Regions from separate parts of the Mus musculus genome. Here all the other regions are linked to region 1. Evidence: chromatin contacts called from public promoter capture Hi-C data. All regions are on one chromosome and are shown on one strand. The core of a region is the stretch at or near the end of the contact, and the rest is flanking DNA. Distances in the headings are between cores, read along the strand shown. Region 1 holds the start of 4921507P07Rik (RIKEN cDNA 4921507P07 gene). Region 2 holds the start of Pdia4 (protein disulfide isomerase associated 4). Region 3 holds the start of Repin1 (replication initiator 1). Region 4 holds the start of Jazf1 (JAZF zinc finger 1). Region 5 holds the start of Krba1 (KRAB-A domain containing 1).

Region 1 (4,787 bases), core at 1,788-4,287:
TTAATTGGTCAGATATGTCTAGAACCTGTGATTGGGGGTATCCAGAGCTTCGGGCTTCCCGGTACCCCACTCTGAGAAGCCAGCCATTTTCTGTGCTTCTTCCCTGAAGTGAACATCTTAGGGCCCTGTCTGTTAGGAGGCAGGGAATACCATAGAGCTCTGAGCTGGGTCAGTACGGGTGAACGCCAAACTTGGTTGGTATGAGCTGGGCAAAGGGCAGTGTGAGCCGGCATGGCTTCAGTAAATCCCTCAGACACTCCTGGTGTTCATGTTTTTTACCCAAACCCATTTCTGAAGCTTCTAGGACTCAGAAGGTGTATAATGTGGATCTCAGTACAGGTTACAATGGCAATGCTTGTCAAAAACTGATCCTCTTTTTATGAACTTAAATTCTTGGAAGCTTCAGAGACTTGACTTAAATCCACCTCTCATGGGTCAAAAGCACTCTAGATAAGTGCTCTGTCAATCAAATGGCCTCTCTCCCCACCTGCCTGTGCTGTTTATTTCTGAGGGTGAGTTCTCGCTCCCTTTTCCTGGTCCTTGGACTTCCCTCCCTCAACTCCTGGAACCATGGGCCTAAAAGCTTCAAATGGACACTGACGAAGAAATAGCTTCTGCCCCTAATGATATGTGTGTCTCAGCGTCCTGCCAGGTCCAGGTGTTCGCTCAAAATTCTGCATTCTGGACAGCTTCAAAGCAGCTAGCCCCAGGTGCTCCAGCCTCGTAGACTGCCCTGACTAGGCCTATACTTTCCAGTCCCAGATGGTCCCACAGAGCCCGGACAGCAAGTGAAATAGCTAGCTCTCAGGATTTGGCCAGCATCCCAGCTTTCCTGGGTCCTCAGACAGCAGGAAACAGTTTAAAGAGAACAGCGCCCTCACTTCCAGCCTCACATCACTCCTTCCTGTTGCTTCACCTTTAATATTAAAAGGAGGAACGCTGTGAATTGGGTTCTCTGCCAGAGTGCTGCTCAGCAACTCAGCGGCAGCACATTTCCATGGTCAATGCAAGTTACACACTTCCTCTATGCAGCAGGCACATCCTTTAAAAGACCCTGGCCACCCAGATCTAGCTCTGTCTGTGTCTGCCCTGTCTGTTTTGTTCTGTCGCCTGGTCTCTTGTCTCTCTCGTGTCCCCACTCCGAGAAGGCATTTTGCTCGTCCTCCCCAGTAAGGCCCTCAGGCAATCTGTTCTGCAGCATGAATCCTCAGCACACCTTGGCCCCACACTTAATGGGTATTCCTGACACTTAAGGCTAATAGTGTTGGTGTTGTGCTCAGACTGTAAAAACCCCAAAGAGGCCACCAGGAATCACAACCTGCTGTAATCCCATGAGGGTCTTTATTCAAGCTCAAGCTCGGGCCACCAACCTTCCTGATGGAACAGGAAGGAGAGTAAACCCCCAGGTCTAAGCAAAGGGGGGTTATAAAGAAAAAAAACCGCAAGCGGGGTCTCCAAGCCTTGGCATTACACGAGGGGTAAAGGAATGCTGTCCTTCAAACCTGATAGCATTGGTTCAGACAGTGGGGCAGAGCCGCGCAGCTGGAAAGGGACCTTTGTGATCTGGGAAAAGAAACTTGTGCTATCAGAAGTTGGTGTATTTCTACAAACGTCACAGCTGTCTGGGGACACTTAATTGTCTCTTTTCCATAGTCCCAGAGTGGGCTTTTATCATTTCAAGGATATTAGCCTCTGCTTCCTTCAAGGGCAGGACCCTTCTGCACAGGAGAAATGTTGGTTGTTAATCAAAAGGGGGTGTGCATTTCAGTGATGTGGAGGCTAGACTATGCTGCTTTTCGTCTGTTCCCAAGGCTGGAATTTGCCCCCCTCCCCCCGCCCGAGAGTCATCAGGGGGAGGGAGTGTTAACTGTTCTGGCTCCTCGAAGAGTCAGGAGAGTGTAAGATCTGATATGCAGGTTTCCCTTGTCTCTTAATTGGAAATAATAAATTCAAAAGACCTTTGTAAACCAAGCAGTTTTTAATATTCAATTCTGCAGAAAGCAACATAAGCACTGAGAAAAGCCAAACACTGCTGCTGTACTGATTTGAAGAAAGATGATGGCTTTTCCCCTGATACCATGAAAGTCCAGCTCCCTTCCTGTAGGCCAGGGCTTGCACCCTTCCCAAATTCTTCATCCTGTTGGTTTATGGCAAGAGCTTTATCCATAATTTAGGACTTGAGAGTGTCCCTTTCTCTGATATAGTGTTCAATAGGCTACCAGTAGATCTCCAACTCTTCTGAGCTGTGAGAAGCTGGGTGAACCACCAGCTAGTAGAAAAGATACCTCCTTGCCTTGGGCTTTTCTGTAACTCTGACGAACTTAAGAGCACATCACACTGCAAACTGTAACAATCTGTTTTTTTTTGTTGTTGTTGTTTTTTGTTTTTTTTTTTTTACACAAAGATCTTCTCTCTCTCCTTCCCAGGACCAGAGCTTTTGTTTCCCTCACACCTTGAGAAAGCATGCTCACCCACCCAACTTAGGGCAACTGTAGATCAGATAGTCTGCCAAGCCAGCGCCGCCAGAGGGCGCCTGAGGTCAGCCTATGGCGGGGCGTGAGGCAGCGGAGCCGGAGCGGGGCCTAGGACTGGACTGGTGCCCTCAGGAGGTGGGGCGAGGGAGGGAAGAGGTGGGACTTGGGTAGAAGGGCGGGACCAGGCCTGAAGGAAAAAGGCCCCAGGGACCGCGAAGAGAGGCGGGTGGGCGGGGCCTGAGAAGGGGGCGGGGCGCAGGGGCGGGGCCGAGTCTGTAGTTGAGCGCCTCTGGCACATGCAGGAGTTTAAAGGCGCTAAGACTCCGGGGCCAGGCATGAGGTTGAAGCGGAAACGCGGCGGTTCCACCTTTCCCCTAGCCACAAAGCCCTCTTTCCTCACTTCCGGCTTCTCTTCCAATTCTGGTGGTCTAAGATCCTCTGAAGGGCTCCCCGCCACACGTCGGCCAGCGCCCCACCCTCAGGATGTGTTACCTAGTGCGCGGTCACCGCCGCCGTCACAGGCAGCCTCAACCCCGCCCCGGCCTGCCCGCAGCCCTCTGGCCTTCTTCCCCCGCACCTGCCCGCACGCTCCCGGGGCCCGCAGGTGCGGAAGACCACGAAATTCCACGCCCCGCGGAGAGGAGACCCACCAGATCCCGAGACAAGAAAGGGAGACGCGGTCGGGCAGCGCTCCGGGGCAGATGTGTCAGGTGCGTGCGACCCCTGGCTGCACGGCTTCTAGGGACCGGAGTCCTCCGAAGGGACGGGCTTCTCTCCAGCGCTCTGGGGAACCCAATGTCCCCCATGAGGACAGAGGTGCGCACCACCCAGTTTAACTGCCTGAGAAACAGAATTGCAGAGCCTTGAGAGGAAGGGCTCTTGACCTGTTAATGACGAGTCTCCCTGCTTAGAAAGGCCCCCGCGCTAGAAGTTACCTGATTGTTCTTGAATATTGTTACATTTGAGGTGAGACATGAATTGTTTCACAATGTGTTCATCTTCCACTCTGCAGGTTTGCTTCAGTTTATCTCCACAGGTTTGACAGCATCCACAGACCCTCACAGCCAGTAAGAAAATAAGCCTCTGGTTTTTGTGCATCGATGAGTTGAATTTTGCCAGCAGAAACTGTTTCCTGTCCGGTCTAACCAAGGCAGTTTACAAGTCCAAATTTTCATTTTTATCTATTTACTTATCTCCAGACTAACATTTTAGGCAAGAAGCATGGAGGTAATTCACGGCAGGCCCCACTGCTGCAGGAACCTTGAAGGAGCTGACATTCTGTCAAACACCTTTTACTCTAACGGACTGCACACCCCGTACGAAACAACTATTCGGCCAACTGCTTCACAAGCCAGGTAAAACAAAAGTTAGAAAAACGCAGGAGAAAGATGTCGTTGCATTCGTGACTTTTTCTATAACACACACACACGTGAGCACTCCCATATATCACATGAAGGAGAAGGCAAAGCATGAGTAAACTACATGGTTAATCTGTTAAAACTGGAAAAGGGCTGTAGGCTATAACAAGGGAGGCATATTCTTCCACTGCATTCTACAAGTGTGTGTGTGTGTGTGTGTGTGTGTTTTGCTAGGGACTGAGTCCAGACCATGCCTGCAAGGCAAACACTACCACCAACCTACCTTTCCAGCCCTGTTCTAGAACCCTAGGATGGCCCCTTCCTTCACTTGGAGAGTGTTTTAATAGAGCACTACGGTACTAACAGCCTGCCCACCAACACCTTCTGCCAAGAAAGAATCCCAGAGTTGGTGGCAAACATGATGCTGTGTTTTGTTGTAGACCTTTCGCTCCTCATGACAGCCATGAATAGAGTAGAACTGTTACCCTCTTTCACCTGTGATATATGTAGGGTACAGACACATATTTCGCCAAACTCTGTCTCAGCTACACCCCCAACCCTGTGATTTACTTGATTTTTAGAGGAAGAATAAGGCTCTGTTTCTAAGTACCTTGTGTAGGTGTGTTCTTCTAATTTCACACGGCCAAACCCCTAATAATTCTTTGTAGACGAGGATAGGTAGATAGATGTCTCAGCTGGCACAGTGCTGATCACACAAGCCTGAAGATGTGAATTTGATCCCTAGTAAAATAGGAAGCATTAAAAGGGACATAAAAAGCAAGTGAAGGTGGCATGAACCTGTCACCCCAGTGCTGGGGAGGCAGAGACAGGAGGAGCCCTGGAATCCCTGGGGCTCAATAACTAGCTAGTCTAGTAAAATCTGTAAACCCCAAGTTCAGTGAGAGACCCACTCTCAAAAAGTGAAGTGCGGTCAAGGAAGATGTTTAATGTCAAC
Region 2 (4,777 bases), core at 976-3,475, 2.8 Mb after region 1:
GTCAAGGCTACATAGAGACATCCTGTCTTGAAAATCAAAACCACTCTTTCCGCCATCTTGGCACCTGTGGAGGCCTGCTGGGAACAGGACTTCTAACAGCAAATATGTCTGGAAGGCTGTGGTGCAAGGCCATTTTTGCTGGCTACAAGCGAGGTCTCCGGAACCAAAGAGAGCACACGGCTCTTCTTAAAATTGAAGGCGTTTATGCCCGAGATGAAAAGGAGTTCTACTTAGGCAAAAGATGTGCTTATGTGTATAAAGCAAAACACAATACAGCAACTCCTGGAGGTAAACCAAACAAAACCAGAGTGATCTGGGGAAAAGTCACTCGGGCCCACGGAAACAGCTGTATGGTTCGTGCCAAATTCCGAAGCCACCTTCCTGCAAAGGCCATTGGACACAGAATCCGTGTGATGCTGTACCCATCCCAGATTTAAACTAATGGAGAGTAAATAAATAAAAGTAGATTTGTGCTCTTGTAAAAAAAAAAAAAAAGAAAAAAGAAAAAAAAAAGAAAAAAGAAAAAAAAAAAAAAAGAAAATCAAAACCAAATAACCACCACCACTACCACCAATAACAAAACCAAAAAGCAAAATCAAACAAACATAAAACCAAACAAGACCCCAAAAAACAAACAACAAACAAAACAAACACACGTGAGAGTCTAGAGCACCCACTTTTTAGCTCCAGAAAATCTGATGCCCTCTTCTGACCTCTGAATACATCAGGCATGTATATACACATAAACACTCTTACAGATAAAATAATAAAAGTTAAAAGAAATGGAGCTATTTTTGTTTTATGTTGGAGGAGAGGTCATAGGTTTGTGTGTATCTGGTTTTGTTTGTTTTGAGACGAGGCATTACTCTCTTGTCCAGTTTAGCTTTGAATTTCTGGGCTAAAATGATCTGCTTTAGACTCCAAAGTAGTTGAAACTACAGAAAAGAATTATATCAGAATAATAAAAAAGGTAGAACCATCACTGAGTTCTACAGAAAACACAAGAGACTGCAGTAATCTCTTGTGGTTTAACCTAGATAGAATCAATCATAAACCTCATGAATCCAGAGCATGTAGGTTGTGTGCCTGTCTAGTCTTAATTTAGTTTTCAAAACATATAATCTGAACTTCTGGCTGTGGACATGCATGCAGGAATTGTCACAGATACACTAGTAGATAGACAATCCCAATGGACTACTTCTCTAGAGAGAGATCTGCAGGAGTAAAGGAAAACACATATTCAAATTGGCCTAGGAACCTAGCCTAATAGTGCTAAAATGACAACCCAGGGGAGTAGTGATAAATACAGCTCATTTTCTCCTCCTGTATACATCAGAAAATATTGCAGGACTCTCTAAGATTTATTTATTTAGCCTCATTTGTCTTCTACGTCATATCATATGTTAATCCACAGGTGCTAACCCTAATGCCAGTACAGCTTTCTTTTCTGACATGCAAACCTAGTTTCTTTTCCAAAACACTCACGGTTATTTCTAGATCTAAATCACTAGATTGGTTATCTCTCTCTCTCTCTTCAGAAAAATCATAATACAAGGCAACGTTCAGACAAGACTCTGACTTATAGACTTAGTCATGGAGTCCAAGTTGTAATTTTTCTTTTCTTTCTTTCTTTCTTTCTTTCCTTTCTTTCTTTTTTTTTTTTTTTTGCGACAGGATATCACTAAAAGTCATGGGTCTCTGCCTCCACAGACCTGGAGTCAGCCCACCCAGCTCTGAAACAACTAATCTATTTCATATACCTCTCCGAACCTAGTATCTAGGAAAGAAACTCAAACTTTTATATGCTCAACAGAAAAAACAAGAAGCCAAAGAACAGGGGAACAGAGGCGGGATCTCTGATCTCACTTTTTCCCAAAAGTTCTGTCCTCTTTAGTTTCCTGCACAAGGACAGCCTCAGACGGACGAGCCTACACATGCACCCCACCATTTCCTTGAGTTTCTTACACGTGTTCTTCCTGCCAAGCTTGGCCAAAGGGAGCTGACCTCCCAACCAATCCCTCCCCTCGGAGTGCTCAAGCCCCGCCTCCCTGTGCAGGGCTGGTTGCCTTTGTTCTCCCCCGCACTCTTTCCGGACCTGGGCGCTCCAAGCAAACCGAGTGGCAGCCCGTGATTGGTGGTCGCGGCACAGCCAATCAGAAGGGGGCACCTCACACTAGGGCTCGGAGTTTTAAACGCGGAGCTGAGGGGCGCGCCCGCGCGGAGGGCTCAGGCAGCGGGGCGGGGCGGTGTAGGCGGGGCGCCACGGCTCTCGCCCTGATTCGTGCGGGGATTGGACGGGCCGCGGCTTCCTTACCTCCAACCAATCACCGGCCTGAACTTCCTGGAGGCTTTGGTGCGCTCCGGCGTCGCTCGGGAGGTCGGCGAGTGCTCTGCGGTGGCCGGTGTCTGCAGGCCCAGCTCTGCACCCAATCATGAAGCTCCGGAAAGCTTGGCTGTTGGTCCTGCTCTTGGCGCTGACACAGCTGCTGGCTGCTGCGAGCGCCGGAGATGCACACGAAGGTGAGCGGGAGGGCGGGTCGGAGGAGCAGCTCGCGTGGGTTGCAAACCTTGCTGGGGCCTGACAGGGTGCTTCGCTCACACCCCTGCGGAATTAGTGACCCGGTAGCAACGAACTTAATGGAGTTTCAGTGTAGGGCCGAATCTAGGGGTGTGGGCCTCTTTAGTTCCTACCTGAGACTAGGACACGGAGGGACGTGCCGAGTGCCTGGTTCGCAGCTCGTCTCTTTACCCTCACTACTGAGATTTGCCCCTTTGTTGAGTAAAATTTTCTGGAGAATACTCTCGTTTCCAAAACCGGTTTTAGAAAACGGAGGCGGGATGGCCGCTAGTAGGACCTGGAAGAGGCAGTCGCAGATACTGGGCATCTATATCAAGAAGTAGAAATAACTCAGGCTTTGTTTTCGTCTTTTATGGAAACTGGAGCTGCCGTATACAAGCATTTTATTCAGCGCCTTTTTTTGCCAGTCGCTGCACTGTGTTTTGAAAGTCGAGGCTGGTGGTGCATGTATTCTAGTAGGAACAGTATGTGTAACTCATAGACGTTATGCCCGCACCCTTTCTTCGAAATCCTCTACCGAAAACATAAAAACTTTGAAAATAGGAAGTACTAGTTAACGTTGTTCCTAGAGAACGGGTCTGATCGACACCTTTCCCTTCTAACCACTAACTTGTTGCCTACTAGGTTTAGTCTAATATAAACAAACCCCATTTTTAAAGTTTAGTGTGGAGGGGGAATGTGAACTTTATACTCCTAGGTTGAGTAAGATTCCTGTGGATCATTGATTTATGAGTCTTTGCCCAGGTAGGAAAGAGTAGAAATGAAGAGACTGCTGAAAGGGGCCAACTATCCGTCCTACCTATGAGTATATCTTGGCACTTTTGTCCAAACTGACTGAGGGCTCATTTCTTATAGAGACCCAAAATACATTGAAACAGAAAGAGGGCAGAGTCTTCATTTTAAGCAAATTTTTCACTTTTCAAAGCAGAATAGGCTTTGTGGGGGACACATGAAAGTTTGAGAACCAGTGTAGTTTGGTGTATGCTTTAAGAACGTGTTAAAAACTACACGGTTGTGAGACAGTGGTCAGTTTTAGGGTGATGTATGTTTGTTTGTTCAAGATGGGGGTCTCATTATGTAGCTTGGAGCTCATCATGTAGACCAGGCTGGCCTTGAGCTCAAGAGCTCTGCCTGCCTCTGGGCAGGGGTTAAAATGCCAGGAAGTGTGAAAAGTGTGACTTCTTGAGAGGCCTGGGTGAGTGGATTTCAAAGGTTGTTTAGACTAGCCAGTGGTATATCTTTTGGGTCACTGGTGCTGTCTCTGGGGGAGTGTTTGCTCTTGGTGAACCCAAGAATCCCTGGGGTGTCTGGGCCAAAGACAGCCCTCTTAGGCTAGGTTCTCAGGTTTGGTAGGGCTGGCAGTGTGGTTTAGTGATATATCAGTTACCTACCATGTGCAAGGTATTGCACTGCAAAGGGAGGCAGAATGCAGTTTCACTCATTGTGCTTGGTCCATACTAAGTATCATCTCTCCTGATTGAGCACTAGTTAACGTTCTGGTTTTTGTTGTTGTTGTTCTGTTTTTGTTGTTGTTGTTCACTCTTTACTGTTTGAGTTTGGCCTAATGATTGTTTGTTCAGCCAATACTAGCTCCTCGGCAAGGTGGAGTGTGGCCTTGCTGAAGAAGTAAGTACCAGTGCCTGGCCTGGTCAGGGATGCAGTGTCATCATCAGGTGGTTGTAGACAGGATGTGAGATGTTTCATTTGGTTTATGCCAAAAGAGATCGCACCCTTTCAGAAGGTACTCGGAAGTTTTGGATATGCTTTTCCAAGCTGGAATGTTTGACTTTAAAAGTGAAGTCTAATCAGGGGAACGTAGATAGAGTTAAAACAAAAACAAACAAACAAACAAAAAAAAACCTAGTGGATGGAGATGTAAATCCGTGGGAGAGCAGTTATCTCAAATGTGGAAGACCCTAAGTTTGATCTCTATCACAACAAAACAATCCTGAGGGCTGGCAAAATGGCTCCGTGGTTAAGAGTATGTTCTGTCCCACCAGAGGACCTGAGTTTGATTCCTAACAACCAACATTAGATAGCTTACAACTACCTGTAACTCTAGCTCCAGGACAGAGCCTCTGGGAACCTGCACTCATATGCACCTACTTACACATAATTTTTAAAATAAAACTTTAAAAACAGAAATAAACACTCAGAAATAACATCTCACATTAAAATTTTAAAAATTTAATCTGAGAT
Region 3 (4,582 bases), core at 1,079-3,578, 2.0 Mb after region 1:
ACCCCATGGAAGAAGAACGCCTCCCTCTAGGAACTGCCCTCACGGTTCTATCTTAGGGAATAGCTTTGTATCTTTATTGCCCTGGAAACTTCTAGAAGGGAGACATGTTGGTATTCCTTGGGATTCTCCCATAGTATCTACCTTGTGTCAGGAGGTCTTACAGAAAATATTCTTGAATATTCCTACTGTACCCTACATATCGCAACCCCCCTATTGCCTTTCCCTGTGGCAAGCACTTTCTTCTACCACACCAGAGCTCCCTAATTGGCACATGAAGCAAGTGTGGGGCATAAAACAGTGGTAGGACTTGCCTGAGGTGATACTGTAAACGATGAGCAAACCAAAGGTGGGGGGGGGGGGCAGGACGGGATGGGGGGAGGTTTGGGGCGGACACACAAGACAGGATCTTGTCAACACCCAGGCCACTGTGTGCTCCGCATTAACACCTAGGTGTGTGGAGATCTCCTCAAAAACCATCTGACTAAAACCTTGAGGAAGGTACTTCCAGCCTCCCCAGCTCAGCTCTAAGCCTGGAGAGCAAGTGAAAACAGCCTTTCTTCAGACCTGGGAGGTGGGCAAGGTGCCTCTACTAGCACAGACTAACACCAGGCCACCACCTGTCCAGACTACCCACAGTCTGCCTGCCAGCCCTTCTCCACCCACACCCAAGCAATTGCAACTGGGACATTGGGGGGAGGGGGGAGAGGCAAGCACTTCTCAATCCAAGGAACACCCACAGTCTGCTGCCCCTCCCCTGGAGTGAGGGAGAACCCTGGCTCAGCATCTCTTAAGGGGGCTAGGGATTACTGGGGTAAAGAAAGGGGTGGGAAGAAGAGATCATAATCTCTGTCCCTTGCCTGGTCCTGCCCAAACCGGGCCAAGGACTGCCCCACTTCAGCTATACCCCACAGGGGAACCCAGATTCCTGAGAGCCTCCTACACAGAGTCAGTTCAGGGGTGGCAGTAAGACTTCCCAGGGACCTTTTCATGTCTGTTCGTGGCCTCTGTCCGGGCAAAACCTCCTGAATTCCTTTACAGCCTGCTCTCTTTTGGGGGACTACAGACATGACTCAACCCCACCAACCCCCAACTCCCACCCCCGCCTGAACCCAGGGAAGACTCCATGATAGGAGAATGGATTCCTTCCCCAGTACATCCCTGTCCTGCAAGTATAGGAGACATGAGCGCTGGAGTTATGGGTTGGTTTGAGGGCACAAGAAAGGCCAAACTCTACCCTGAAGACTGAAGAGCTGGGGGTGAGGCTTTTTCCAGCTCCTTCTGGGGATGTTCCTGGGGAGACTTCGGCTGCTTCGGCCCACACTTCGGTAGCCCCCGGATGACAGAGAAAACTGTAGCAATAAAGACATCCCTATCCCCATGGCAGAGCTCAGACCTCTAACTGCTGAGAGGTCAGCCTTACCTGGGGAAGGGAGAGAAAAGAACGAGTGTGAGGCTCTGCGCTAAGCCAGGGCAGGTTTGTGTCATCACCCAGTCTCTCCCAGATTCAAGGCTACAGAGTTCAGCCTTGAACTCCATACCCAGCCTGGTCGAATGACCTAGCGGACACTGAACTAAATAAAGCATGAGCATGACCCTTTACTGAGGAAGCACAGTGCTGCCTTTGGAGGCCACCTCCTAGCCTGGTAGGGCCCCAGAAGAATAGCCTCCTCCATCTGTTGCAAGGCTCTTTCTCAGTGGCCAAAGGGCTGCCTAGGCAGTAACTCTGGAATCCCTATTGCCTCCCCTTCCCCCACTCTCCGCGCAACATAAATTCCAGGCCTGTCTCCCGAGGGTCTACGCAGGGAGCGCCAGAGTGCCCAGGACTCTCCAGAATTTCCTTGGTCATCTAGGGCAGCCCCGGGTGGCAGCAGGCCCACACACTCCCCCTTTGTATAGATGCGTGTCCTCCGTCCACATTTGCTGGCTCGCTGGACCGGTTCGGACCAGCCAGTGGGCCATCTCGGGTCCCACGCACAGCGCAGCCCGCGGAGCCTGTGCGCAGGTGCGCTCGCCCCGCGCCTCAACACTCCCCCCCCCCTTTCATATTCCGCGCGCGCGCGCGAACCCCACAGCCGCACACACTCACGGTCACGCGCCCCACAGGTGGAGCTGCCCTCGCACGCCCTCGGTGGCCCCTGCGCCCTTACTCGACCCATACCTCTCCCGCGTGCCCTCCAGGGACGCAGCGCCCATCCATAGAGCACCAGGCCGGCCTCTGCGGCCGGTTCCCCGCCCCGCAGCGGCGACAGCGGCAGGTTCGAGTTCACAACTGCCAGGCCCGTCCCCAACCTCCCCCCACGCGCTGGGTTCCCAGCTCCACGTGACTACAGGAGCTGCGGAGGGTCAGTCTCGGCTAGGCGGCCGCGGCCTGGGGGCGGGGCGGGCCAGGTCACCCCGCTGCACTGCCGCTCCGGCACAAGGCCAGGGAGGGCCCCCGGCTCCATCGCCATGGCAGCCACCAGCTCCGGTTTGGCCACCGGCCCGAGCTTCAGTTTCCTAACCCTCTGCCCAGAAAAGGATGCTCGCCCCTGGGCCACCTTGTGGCCAGGCTGTGGTCACTGTGTTTGGTCCACCCTTACTGTCTTTTTCAAAACTCAGAGCCAGAGAGAACTAGACAGGGCACCAACGGTTCTCCTGGCGTCGAGCCTGGGGCTTTGCCCAGTCCGCTCTAGCTTAGGGCTGGAACACAGCACCACGGCAACAGAGCGCATCTGGATGAAGAATGAATGGCCCGCAACTGTGAATTCTGCAAGGCCCTCTATTCCCACAACTAAGATCCGGAGTGGCCTAAGCTCTAGAGATGCAGGCCGGGCCCAGGTGGCTGTTGGCACAAATGGGTCGTTTACCCTTGGAAACGCACAGCAGCCAGTGTGGCGTCTGCGGAGGCAGGTGCAAGCCTGTGGCCATGACTCACCACCCACTAGCAGGTGGCCTTGGCTTTCCAAAAGAACCCCATCTTGGAACTTCCAGACCAGTGCAATTTCGTGTCCTTTCATGCTTTCAACAGAGACAAGCTTTGAATTGTACAATTATTTTAAAAAAAAACACTTTTAAAATCTCTCCCAAGGGCCATCTAGCCCTCTCATATATTAGCCTCCTAAAGCCAATTACATTCGGTGTTTGACATACTCGAGTGTTCTGAATAGTATTTTATATTGGGGAAGCCTGGGTTATCCCTTGCAACTGTACATGCTGGCTCTTCACTTAAGATATTGTAAGTTTTCTCCCATTTCGTTGTTCTCTTATATATTATATTAAAACATATATATATATATATATATATATATATATATATATATATAGTTTAATGGCTGTATAAATATGCAAATCGATTACATATTTTTCCTATGTCCTTATAGATTAATGTCTCATTACCCATGTCCAGGTTCAAACTTTTGGAGGTAGAAACAGATGGTCAAAGACAAGATTCATCAGTTATCCCTGAGAAATGACCATTTTTTTCCATTTCCTTGACAACATGGGCTATTTTCCCAAATTTAATTAAAATGACTGTTTGCTTCAATTTTTGCTTCTTGGGTTGCTGGTTTCCTGACTTGTTTGTTTTGTGTGATTTTTTTTTTAAACCAGTTTATGCTATGACTACTGAGAATTTATCTTTGCCTGACTTTCTATTTGCTCACTTTCAAGGCTGGGAAGTTGGGATGGTTGTTTGGGTTTCATGCTTAAAGATGTTCATTTGTCATATGTGTGGAAAATATTTTCCCCAAAAGATTGTTCTTTGGGGGTGTAGGGGTGGGAGGCAAGGTCTCACTGTGCAGACCCCACTGGCCTCATACCCAAACCCGGTGGCCTGTCTGCCAAGTGCTGGGATCACAGGCATGCCCACCTCACTTAGCAACGCTAATTTCTGAAGTGATAAAATTTTGGCTTTATGTGCTAAAACCTGCCCATCCTTTTCTTTCTGGTGTGCACCTTTCTGTTTGTGTTTGGAGAGTGATCTTGCCCAGGCCACGCTACTCTTTATGATGATAGTTTCACTGCAGACGGTGGATTTTAACACTTCACGGTTTCAGTATTCCCTACGATGATTCTGTCTTGTTTTGATTTTCAAATTCCTTGTCTAGAACTGCTCCTCTGTTTTTCCACATGAACTTTAGAACGTGTCAATATTATGAAACCCTGTTTGTGTTTGGAGAGAGTGGAGATGTGCATCTCTGCACTATGTGGGTCATACTTCTCCTCTTACTGTGGAGTCCTTAATAAGTGGGAAGTACAGCTGAGATTATAGAGATTCCCTCACCACAAATATAGAAGGGGCATCGGCAGAGCATGTGTCCAGCACAACAGTGTGTTGCAGAAGAGCATGCAGTAAGACCCACTGGTTTCACCTGCATGTTTTATAGGGATGCTTAAACCCTCAGGAAGACTTGATTTTTATGTCCAGTGTGGTGATAAACTCTTCAAATACACAACTCATTTCATCCCCTCAATATCCCTATGAAACAAACTCTCTGCTCCTCATTTTACAAATGACATTCTGAGCCTGGGAGATGTTCAGAGGCTTGCCAGGGGCCACACAGCTGCATGGTGGGTGGGTGATGAGAACACAGCAGCACTACCC
Region 4 (5,229 bases), core at 861-3,360, 2.5 Mb before region 1:
GTTTGACACACAAAATAATTTGAACTCTTTGAAAATTATAATTCATTTTTATAGTTACTTTGCTTCTTCACATTAAAAATAATCAATATGCTCAATTTGGCTGACCAGGCTTTTACTTTGGCAGGCACACTTTGTAATAGTAGAGGGTAGGGACTGAAGGTAGCCAAGAGGTATGTACTAATAGCTCCCAGCCCCCTTCCTTCCTCCTTTCCCTTACACTCTCCTGGCCTTTCCATGGAGGAGTTCTCTTGCTTGAGCCACCTCTGGGCCTCCTACACTCTCTGCAGTTGATAACTCCACATAGAGAGTCATTCCTCCTGAGAACAGAATTGTCACCTCAAGGCTCGGGGCACTCCCCCAGCTGCTGCAGAGTTGGGGTGCCTAGCATCTCTAAGGAGGCTGATCTGGCATCATTCTTGGCTGGAGTTTTCTCATTGCATTTCCATGTCACTGGGCGTGAAGTCTATCTGCCAGATATCCTGCTTGCTCTCAGCTAACGGCCTTCCTCCCTGTCTGGGCAGCAGGGCACACTGCACAGTTGCCAAAATTCTAATTCACGGTGGAGAATTCTACCTCCTGCTCTTTAGACCCTTGTCTGGCCCCAGCTTCCAGCCTAGCGGGTCCCTGGCTCATTATCAAGCCCTTGGGTGCCCTTCCCCCATCCTCACTTGGTCCCAGGAAATTATTTCTGGCAACAAACTGAACTTTAATGACCTGCTGCCCCAACCATACTCAACTCAACTCTCCCCTTGGCAAATTTGTCACCTTGTAGGCTCAAAGAAGCGACAGACCAGACAAAAATGTCGATGGGTGAGAGAACTCAGCCTCAGCCTTTGTGACTGGGAGATTGTGAAAATTTTCTCCGGTGACAGAAATACTGCATATGTCTGCATTTACATTTACACGAAGTGCCCTAACAATCCTAATATTAGAGATAACACAAGTGGTATATGCAGTTTAAAAAGACAGGGTTGTTATTTTTCTAGGTATATGCACCAGCGGGTAAATGAAATTGTTCTAAAGACAAATGCTAAATTCAGAATGCATGAATAAATTTTTTAAAAATTACACCCTCGAATCATGCACATCTCCTGGTGCTTCTTGAACACCTGGAAGAAAATATACACCTTGTAGGTAAAATGTAACTGCAACTGCGGTTGGAGACCAGAAGAGAACTGGTTCTTAAGAGGCTATCTGGTCAACAGTATGGCTTAAATGCTCACAGGATGATATAATCCTAACTGATTGGTGAAATCTTCTTTTTAAGTGAAAATCGAATTTGCTTTGACTTTCATTTCCAAACCTCTACACTTGCCCCTTTCGTCTTTGGAGCAGCACTGCCAGACCTGAGCCACAACACGGGGTTCAGGAGGTGCGGGAATTTGGGGTAAAGAAATTGAGATTTTTGTTTTCTCAGAAGAATCAGGGAGAACAAACGTGATACATATGTAAAACACAGTCAAATGCACTTGACAACCAAGCGCTCTATTTTGAAATTTAAATAAAGCTAAGATTTTTCTTCTGGCCTAGGGGGAAAGCTTCATTAAAATCAATTAGTTCCTACTAACCTCCAGAGAATACGGACTTTTTAATTTTTTTTTTTAAATGAGAAAGTTTAAAGAACAAGGTGCACACAATTACCTTTCCTGGGTCCCTAGTGAATACCATCGTCACACCTAGACAGGTGGCCAAGTGCAAACAAATGTCCCTAAGAGGGCTGGGTAACTCCCTGAGTGCTCCTCTGGGGTGAAAAGCATGTGTAATTAATAGATGTGTATCTATTAAGAATGTAGCGCGCATAACCAAGGGAGGCTCCAAGCGGACTGCAGGCACCTCACAGGGCGAAAGGGCAGGCCCAGGGACGTAAAGTTGGAGGCGGGAGCTGCCAGGTGAGGCCTGGGTCGCGGAGGTTGGGGCCCGCACAGCTGCAGGCGCGCGCCTGCTCCCTCCTCCCAGCCGCCGAGTCCTCCCCGCCCCCTCCCCCGAGCTCCCGCCGCCTCCCGCTGCCTCCCGGAGGCTCGGCGCTGCGCTCCACCTCGCGCCCCCTCTCCTCCGTCCCGGGCTCGCGCTGCCCTCCCCGCGCCTGCCCCCTCCCCGGCCCCTCCCTCCGCCTCCGCGCGCGCGGCGCTCGCAGAGCCGACTCCGGGGGGCTCTCGATGTAGCACCATGACAGGCATCGCCGCCGCCTCCTTCTTCTCCAACACCTGCCGCTTCGGGGGCTGCGGACTCCACTTCCCCACGCTGGCCGACCTCATCGAGCACATCGAGGACAACCACATCGGTGAGGCCCGGGTGGGCGGGGGTCGGGCGGCGGGCGAGCCCCGGGGTGGCGCGGGCCGGGCGCCCGAGAAGGTGCGGGCGTGGAGGGCCGCGGGGCGCGGGGATGGCCGGCCGCAGGGTGAGGGCGGGCGCGGGCCGCGGGGGGCGGGTGCCGCACGCCGCTTCCGCCCGGCCCGAGCTGTCAGGCTGGCGGGAGCCGGGGAGGCGCCGCGGCGGCAGCCATTCCGCTTCCTCCCCCGCCTGCGTCCTGTCAGCGCCGGTTGCTAGGTGTGGCGCGGCGGGAGGGGGCCGCGGCGGCGGCGGCGGCGGGCGCGGGGCGCGGGGCGCTGCGTGCTCTGAGCGGCGCGGGCGCGGGGCCCGGCCTGGCGCGGCGGCTGCGGTTCGGGCGGCTGCGGGCCGCGCCCATCCCTGGCCGGAGCGCCCCGAGGCCCCGGTAGCAGAGGGGAGCCCGCGGGCGGCGGGCGGGCGTGTCGCGGCGCCCGCGTTGCGGCTAGGCCGGAGGTGCGCCGGTCCCCGCGGGGCCTGCGCGGCGCGGGCGCGGGGACGCGGGGGAGGGGCGCCCCGCGGGGCCGGTTGTGTCTCCCGGGACCCAGGGACCTCCTAAGTCCTGCGCCCCACGGAAGTCCTTGCATCACATTTGCACGCTCATCCCCACCCCTGCGGAGGGAGATGGGTCTGGTGCTTCTGGCTCAGAAGACCCAGCCACCTGCAGAAGGTGTGGCCGCTCCCCGGAGTGGCCTGGTGGGTGAAGAGGGCAGCCGGTTCCCTGGGTGAGGCTACCTGTGAATTGCTTCGAGAAGACCAAATGAATGACATGGATTCGACCATGTGGATGCAGCTCACGTTTCTGCAAAGTTGAGAGAGTAAATCACGACTGCTGTGCATTTATGCACGAATAAAATGAGGCAGAGCCTCATGCCCCTTTGCTTTGTAGAATGCTTTCTCCTTGCACACAGTGGGCGCTTAATACGCGCTAAGTGCCAGTTTAGAGCGGGATTTGCTGGGCCATCCAGAATGGGAGCTAATCATGGAAACTGTCTGCAGAATGCCTTTGAAAACAGAAATCTGATGAGTAATTGTCAAGCTTTGAAATTTTTCAAAGTTTCAAAGTATCTCCTTAATAGTTTTCCCCATGTCTTCTGATAAAGGTGAGGTAAAGAACCTATGCTCTCAAGTATTGGTGGTCTGAAAAGCGGTTTAATAGAGTAGCAAAGCTGCTGAATCATATCGTGACTGAGTAGTCATAGCTAAAAGTGCTCCAGGTATAAAGTTTCTCATCATGGCTTAAACTGTAGTGATGCAGTTTCAAGACGAGTTTTCCCAGTTCCTCACTGGACTCCCCTTACTTATTAAACTAAACAGAAATGATAACAGAAAACAGTTATCCCAAGTTCCATCCATTTCATCAGTTAATTTATGTAAGTTGAATGAGTAATACTTTTATCTGGTTAACTTTCTTAACTTGGGACTACCTGCTGATTGAAAGATAATTTAGTTTTAACATGAATTAAACACAATTATTTCTTACGAGTTAACTTGGAGCCAGATGATTTAGACTAGCATTGGTAAATCATAAGCCTCTTATTTTGAGTTGGCAAAGTTTTCCCAGTATTGTGCAGCTATCTTTAAAGAGGGTCAAGGGTTTATGAATTTTCTAAAGCTAAACTTTTAAGTGATGATATCTTACTCCCAAAGGTCTAATTATTTTCTTTCAATGGTGAGAGGATTGAAAAAGAAGTTTAAATTGTTTTGGCAAGGCTAACAGTTATTATACTTGGGAAATAGTTGTTCCAGCAAAGTTTTTGAAAAATAGATGTTAAAATGAACAAACACTTGAACCCAAAGCTTGAAGAGGCTGACTGGAACTGCTGTGTGCCTCAGATGAGAAGAGGCCTTCACAGGACAGCGGGCCATGCAGAAAGAGATAGGATTGGAGCTCATGAAGAAGAACGTTTGGCCTAGCTGGTGCTGTATAAATACACTTTAGATAAAGAAGCAAGAGTCAACATACAGAAGTACTCATGAAAGCTCTACATTTTATTATTTATTGTCATTTGCTCTACACGTGATATACGATAAGCTCTATACATGAGATAATGAGGGGTTTTGTTTGTTTGTTTGTTTGTTTTTTTGTAAATGGTTGGTTCACTGATTTAATGTTTTAATCAGCTAGTGGCCCCATTAAAGATTCATGAAGAGACCTAAGATGTATATGTTATTTTAGTTTTATTCAAGGGTCTTATTTAGTATCTTATATATCTGTAAGAGGGTTAGACTCCTTTTGAATTGTTACCATTTAATCTCTAGTCAAAAGCACTGACAGACTTTTCAAAATCCGTAGTTTTCATTATTACTATTGTTTATCACTCAGATTACCCACGTTAAGTTGTGAGTGGCAGTCTTTCTCATATATATATATATAGATAGATTTATGTGTATGTGTATGTACGTATATGTATATATGTGTATGTATGTATAGATTTATGTATGTGTATGTATATATGTGTATGTACATATATACACACATACACACACACACACACACACACACACACACACACACACATATATATATGCGCTTACATGGCTGCATTTTCATGTGTATGGTGATTCTGATTATTGGGCTTGTAGCGTCACCTTCAAAACACCAGTTTTACCCTGCGCTTCCAGCCACAGCTCTTGCTTTTACTCTTTTCCATTTCTCGTAAGGAACAAGGAACTGTGGCTTCAAAGACAAAATAAATCTGCTTTCACTAGTCTTTTTCTTAAGCAGCATTTTTCCTCCTTCAAGATGCTTCTTAAAGACACACGTTCTTCTGATTTGCTCTTTGCTTTTTTTCCTTTCATTTCTGTTTGTTTGGTACTGGAGCTAGGTCCTGTCTCCGTAAACACCCCAAGTATTCTAAGCCCAAGCCTGCCCCACTCACTCACTCACTCACATGCTGGGTA
Region 5 (4,971 bases), core at 1,559-4,058, 2.2 Mb after region 1:
GACTCACAAGAGAGTCTGCCTCCCAAGTGCTGGGATTAAAGGTGTGCACTGCCACACTCAGCCAAAATCTGTTCTTTATAAGTGACCCATCTTAGGTATTTTAACATAGAAATACAAAGGAGACAGGAGGCAAGATATTTCAACAGCTGTATCTGCATGCATTTTCAGTTTGTCAGCTTCATTTCTCACTAGAAGTAGGCACCTGGTTTCCCTCCTCCTGTGCTTCGATTACTATAACAGAATACCTGAGACAGGGTGATTATAAAGAAAATAAATTGACTTCTTACAGTTGCAGATGCTGAGAAATCCAGGGTCAAGGGGCCATGCTGGTTGAAGGCCTCCCTGCCACATCGTATGGTACGTGACAGTTTGATGGGGAAACAGAGAAAGCAAGCCAGAAAGGCCTTCTAAACAAGACTACTCCCCCAGTCACCCATCAACCCCAATGACTTTCCAACAAAGCATAAACATGACACTAGGCATTAAGTTCCTAACAGGTGAAATTCAGAGGATACTGTCAAGCCACAGCATTTCTATTAGTCTTTTGTGAGACTGCTCAGTCCTTTTGAGAGCCACAACCTAAGGTGCACGGAATGACCACATATTAGTCATGGGACTTCAGCCAAATGGCTGCCCTATCTGAGCATTAGCAAACTCATCTGTACTAGTGGATCATATCCTAGTCCACAGGGATACTGTACAGACAGGATTAATTACCATAGGCTACAATAAATCTAGCATAAATGCTGTGGCTCGTGTCACCAAGGCTATCTGCCTAATCTCCACCTCAGGCTCTTCTATACACCACTCCTGACTCTGGGGGGCAGCATAGGTGGCTCTTTATCTCAAGGCTAAATATAGCTGGCTCCTTTAGGCCTTTGCCTGCAATGTTTTCCAGGCCTCTCTCCAACTAGCCTCAAAAGGCCATCCTCACTGACAGGGTTTTGTTTTGATGCGGATGAGAACTCGCTCTGAGTGGAGAGATGCTCCCTTCAGAGCTTTCCCAAATGGAAGAAGTCGAATTGGGGATGTTGGTCAGATGGTAAAGTGTTTGCCTAGCATGCGCTGGAATTAAGTTCCCAGTGCCACACAAAGCCAGATATGGTAGCACATGCCTATGATTCAGGCCGTTGTAGGAAGGTCAGTCAGGTCAAAGTCATCTTCAGCCACATGAGAGTCTGTCTCCAAAAATATAAATAAAAAGCAAAGGAAGAGAGAGTGTGTGTGAAGGACAGGGAGTGGGGAAGGGGAAGAGACAGAGTGGATGGGGAGATTAACTTCAGAACAGCTACCGCTGGCTTGCCATCTGGACCTCTGCCCAATCATCAGAAGAAAACCTTCCAGGATTAACTAGGACCACTGTAGATGATCAATCTCCTTGCTCATAACTCCCATGATGGCTTCCTAAGAAACTGTGTCAGTCTCTGTATGAAATTTTAGTTTCAGCACTCAGTCTTGTATCAGCCTAGCCCCATTGCCCCAGCATGCCTCAGGCTACCAGGGTCAGACCCTGTACCATGGCTGCTACTCACTGTCCCCAACTGTAGACTGTGCACACACCCCTGTGATTCTGTCACCCCTGTCACAATGAACATAAAGATCTTAGACCATCTCTGCCCCTCTTCCTTAGCCTGGGACCTTGTACTCTCAGAGACCGTGCCTGACCATCTTCTCTATGCAGTATATGAATACTCTTCCTTGAACATCAGGTTGGAGAGATCTGTGGTTCAATTCCCTCATCTACAGAACAGAAAACCCAAATAAGCAGACTCTAGGATGGGGCCAGTGGGAGTATCTGAGCAAGAGTCTTGGGCTACCTGTTAGCCATAGCTAAAAAAGACGCTTCCAGGCCAGACAATGTTCGATTTACCTGGCTTATCGTTTCTCCTGAGATTCTTGTGGGGTATTAGTGATGTCCAGCCACGACCTCAACACAGTTGCCTAAGTTTGGCCAAAGCTCGTGGACCAAAATTGCACATCTGACTCTGGGTGTCTACCCAGAAGGCAGTGCAGCAACTGCCCTGGCATCTTCACAGCCCACGATCCTGCCGAAACTGTACCTAGGCCACAACAACTGATGTGGCTCTTCTTCAGCTCTGGGACTGACATATTTTACCAGCATTAACTTCGATCTGTTTTCTTTCTCCCCACTTTTCCGGCCCAATTCACGGGGATTACGTATCTTAACAAAAATAAATGTCAGATTTAGTTATTCCCCCAAGACCTGCTGAGGCTTCAGTCGTGCACACCCTCTCACGATCTTGTAATGAAAAGCCAAAGGAATGAGTTCCCCAGGTAGAAAAAAAGCTCCAGGTCCGTGTGTCCTGGGAGAAGGGGAGAGCCTTAGACTTCTGGTTAGGGAATTCTGGGCACTGGCCGACCTTGATCGGCTCACTCGAGCTCAAAGTCGGCGGTGACGGATCCTCCCGGGCCTGTTGCCCTGGGGACTGCGCTGCACCAAGAAGCCCGACCGCGGCGTTCGTCGGTCCGCAACGGCTCGTCTTACCTGGAGCGCCATGGCGGAACTCAGCTTCGCGACTCCCTGGCCCACCCAGCTTCCGGTGCGGCTCTGGCTGGAGGCTGCACCGAGACCCTCGAGACCCTCGGGGACAGCGGCCCAGTTCTGCACGACAGGAAGCGGGGCCGGGGAACTCGCTACACCGAGAACCGCAGAGTTGGCTCGTCTGGGTCGGTCTGGCGCTTCGCATCCCGGGAGGGGTGGTCCCGCTTCCGCCCGCAGCCCCCAGCCTCACAGCGGTAACGACGCAAGCGCAGACTACACTTCCCAGAGGGCGCCGTGCCTGGGGCGTGGCTTCAGGGGGTGTGGCGGGGTTCTCCTTTACTGCTCCGTCCCTCACACCTCTAGCTCCTCAGGTTCAGGCACCCGCCTGGCACTGGTTAGTTACATCCTGTCGAGCTTGCGGCTTGCGCATGCTCAGGTGCAAACAACCGTTCATCCAAATAACCAACCATCCACTCCTCCGTTCTCTTTAGCATCCGGCGCTTTCTGAGTGCGCCCTGTACAGGTGCCAGGTTAGGATGCATGGATAAAAAGGGACCAGTTTCTCCCGTTGGCTGCAGTCACGTAAACCCGACCCTGAGTGGCTGAGGGCCAGGGCACAGTGGCTCACCGCTACACTGATCTGCATCACTACATTTTATGTGACTATTTGCTTGCTCGTGTTGCCCACTGATGGTGGCGGCCCCAGTAGTTCCTGACAAACGCTAGGCTTAAATATATGTATGATGTGTGGACTAAGTGTGTGCCCCATCTCTGGATTCATTTGTGCTGCTGTCTCTGTGGTGCAGACATAGTCCTTAGGCTGCACTTTGAGGCTCATTTTCCTTCCTGGAGCCCTCGTCTTTCCCTTCATTGTATGGGAAAAACTCAAAGAGAAGTTTTTGGAGCTTTGAAACAGGTGCTTGGAGCCACAGCAGAAGCCACCATACCCAGGACTTGTTCTCGGCTCTCCACTCCTAAAAATGTCTGCAGGGGCGTCCCCTTATCTGCGATCCGAGGAAGGACGATTTCTCCCTAGCCACCCCAGCATAGCTCTTTAGTGACTCTGGCCTACGTGGGCTCCACTGGCATACTGGCTTTGTATGCTGGCATGCCAGAACACATGATCGAGCAGAGACCACTAACATTACTGCCCAGCACAGCTGAGTGAATTTCTTCCTTCACACTCTAAGGACAGGACCGCAGCATGGAAAAAGAAAACTGAAAGTTCAGTCCATCTCCAGTAGCATCTCAGGGTAAGTCCTAGGCCTCAAGCCAGGGACCTATGATCCCTAAGCCACAAAATCCTCTCAAAACCTTTCAAAAAGAAAAAAGGAAGACATAATTTACAGCATGTGAAGTGTCTTGACGCTGTTTTGCTTTAAGTGTCCTCCTGTCTGGGCTTGGTGCAACATTTGGAGATTTGGGCCATCTGTCACTAAGAAGAGCTTACACCATCAAACTGGCTGAATGGCCAGTTGTTAAAGTTACAGAAACAACTGCTGCCCATTCATTACCCTTTTGACTATTTTTTGCCTCCACACCAGCCCTTATAATCTTTACATTAAAAAGTTTTACTCCAGATAACAGGGGTGGTAGTCTGGGATGTGATACCATGACAAACAATGATTGTGTTCAGGGAAGGGAAAAGATTTTATATTTGTTGTTTTTTTTGTTGTTGTTGTTTTTTTTTTTTTTTTTTTTTTTTTGAGGCAGGGTTTCTCAGTGTAACCAGCCCTGGCTATTGTGGACTTGCTTTGTAACAAGACCAGTTTGACCTTGAACTCACAGAGCTCCACCAGCCTCTGCATCATGAGTGCTGGCATTCTAAAATGAGCAAGGTTGCAGAGTTGTTTTGAAATGATAGTCCTTGGCTATAACAAAGGTGTTGTTAGTCCAGCTTTGGGCAGACACTTGCTGGGTGGGCAGCCTTGTAGAAGAGCTTTTTCCCTACAAGGTTGCTATGGCATTTGTGCAAGGTTGTGGTCTTGGCAGTTTTTTGTGGCCATTCTTGCTATCAGCAGATATGTGTGAGGAAACCCCATCCTTACCACCAGGGCTTCTTGACATTTTCTGTCAGTGGTTGACATAGTGATTCTATCAGTTTAACATAAGTAGCTCTAGTTTGATCTCAACAATTTCACATGAGCTCAAGGGATGGAATAGAAATCGAATACATTAAAAAAGAAACTTAGTAATTCCAATTAGTTGTTCAGTACATTGCTATTCAGAGAGCTTAACTTCTTACATATTTGGTATTTGGTTACCTGGCCATTTGATGAGTTGGCTTTGAGTGGACTAGCCAGCTGTCTTACTCAAATGCAACAGCTAGTTTCTGTGAGCAATAAACTGTGCTATCCATTTCTGCATATGAAAATTAGCTGGAATTTTAAAAACTTTTTGGTTTTCATTACTGTTTTCTTTCCATCTATGAGGTCACCTAAAAGACTTTGGAATTTCCCATGATGAAG

Evidence for each region. Promoter capture Hi-C pulls out the DNA fragments that hold promoters and counts their contacts.
Region 2: a promoter capture Hi-C map of pre-B cells shows a contact between it and region 1, with 3 times the contacts expected there. The contact joins the promoter of Pdia4 here to the promoter of 4921507P07Rik in region 1. A contact is called at or near these places in 2 of 39 promoter capture datasets (cranial neural crest and pre-B cells).
Region 3: a promoter capture Hi-C map of hippocampal neurons shows a contact between it and region 1, with 3 times the contacts expected there. The contact joins the promoter of Repin1 here to the promoter of 4921507P07Rik in region 1. A contact is called at or near these places in 2 of 39 promoter capture datasets (hippocampal neurons and pre-B cells).
Region 4: a contact with region 1 is called in a promoter capture Hi-C map of liver, with 4 times the contacts expected there. The contact joins the promoter of Jazf1 here to the promoter of 4921507P07Rik in region 1. A contact is called at or near these places in 3 of 39 promoter capture datasets (hippocampal neurons and liver).
Region 5: a contact with region 1 is called in a promoter capture Hi-C map of pre-B cells, with 2.6 times the contacts expected there. The contact joins the promoter of Krba1 here to the promoter of 4921507P07Rik in region 1. A contact is called at or near these places in 2 of 39 promoter capture datasets (liver and pre-B cells).

The regions. Positions count from the first base shown.
Region 1 is chr6:50,594,840-50,599,626 of GRCm38.p6, reverse strand. It overlaps 4921507P07Rik (RIKEN cDNA 4921507P07 gene), which reads left to right and starts at 3,037. Exons shown (of 10, transcript NM_027564.3): 1 at 3,037-3,184; 2 at 3,674-3,829. The coding sequence starts at 3,696. It overlaps 5430402O13Rik (RIKEN cDNA 5430402O13 gene), which reads right to left. Exons shown (of 3, transcript NR_027892.1): 3 at 4,762-4,787.
Region 2 is chr6:47,810,960-47,815,736 of GRCm38.p6, reverse strand. Pdia4 (protein disulfide isomerase associated 4) reads left to right here and starts at 2,225. Exons shown (of 10, transcript NM_009787.2): 1 at 2,225-2,520. The coding sequence starts at 2,433. It also overlaps the pseudogene Rpl35a-ps7 and a transcript of Zfp786 not described here.
Region 3 is chr6:48,591,629-48,596,210 of GRCm38.p6, reverse strand. Repin1 (replication initiator 1) reads right to left here and starts at 2,328. Exons shown (of 3, transcript NM_001079901.1): 1 at 2,159-2,328; 2 at 1,235-1,420. The coding sequence starts at 1,379.
Region 4 is chr6:53,065,505-53,070,733 of GRCm38.p6, reverse strand. It overlaps Jazf1 (JAZF zinc finger 1), which reads left to right and starts at 2,110. Exons shown (of 5, transcript NM_173406.3): 1 at 2,110-2,281. The coding sequence starts at 2,167. It overlaps Gm33097 (a long non-coding RNA gene), which reads left to right and starts at 2,739. Exons shown (of 2, transcript XR_377680.3): 1 at 2,739-5,229.
Region 5 is chr6:48,393,423-48,398,393 of GRCm38.p6, reverse strand. Krba1 (KRAB-A domain containing 1) reads right to left here and starts at 2,808. Exons shown (of 18, transcript NM_001347152.1): 1 at 2,507-2,808. The coding sequence starts at 2,518. It overlaps Gm16630 (predicted gene, 16630), which reads left to right and starts at 2,986. Exons shown (of 5, transcript NR_152250.1): 1 at 2,986-3,756.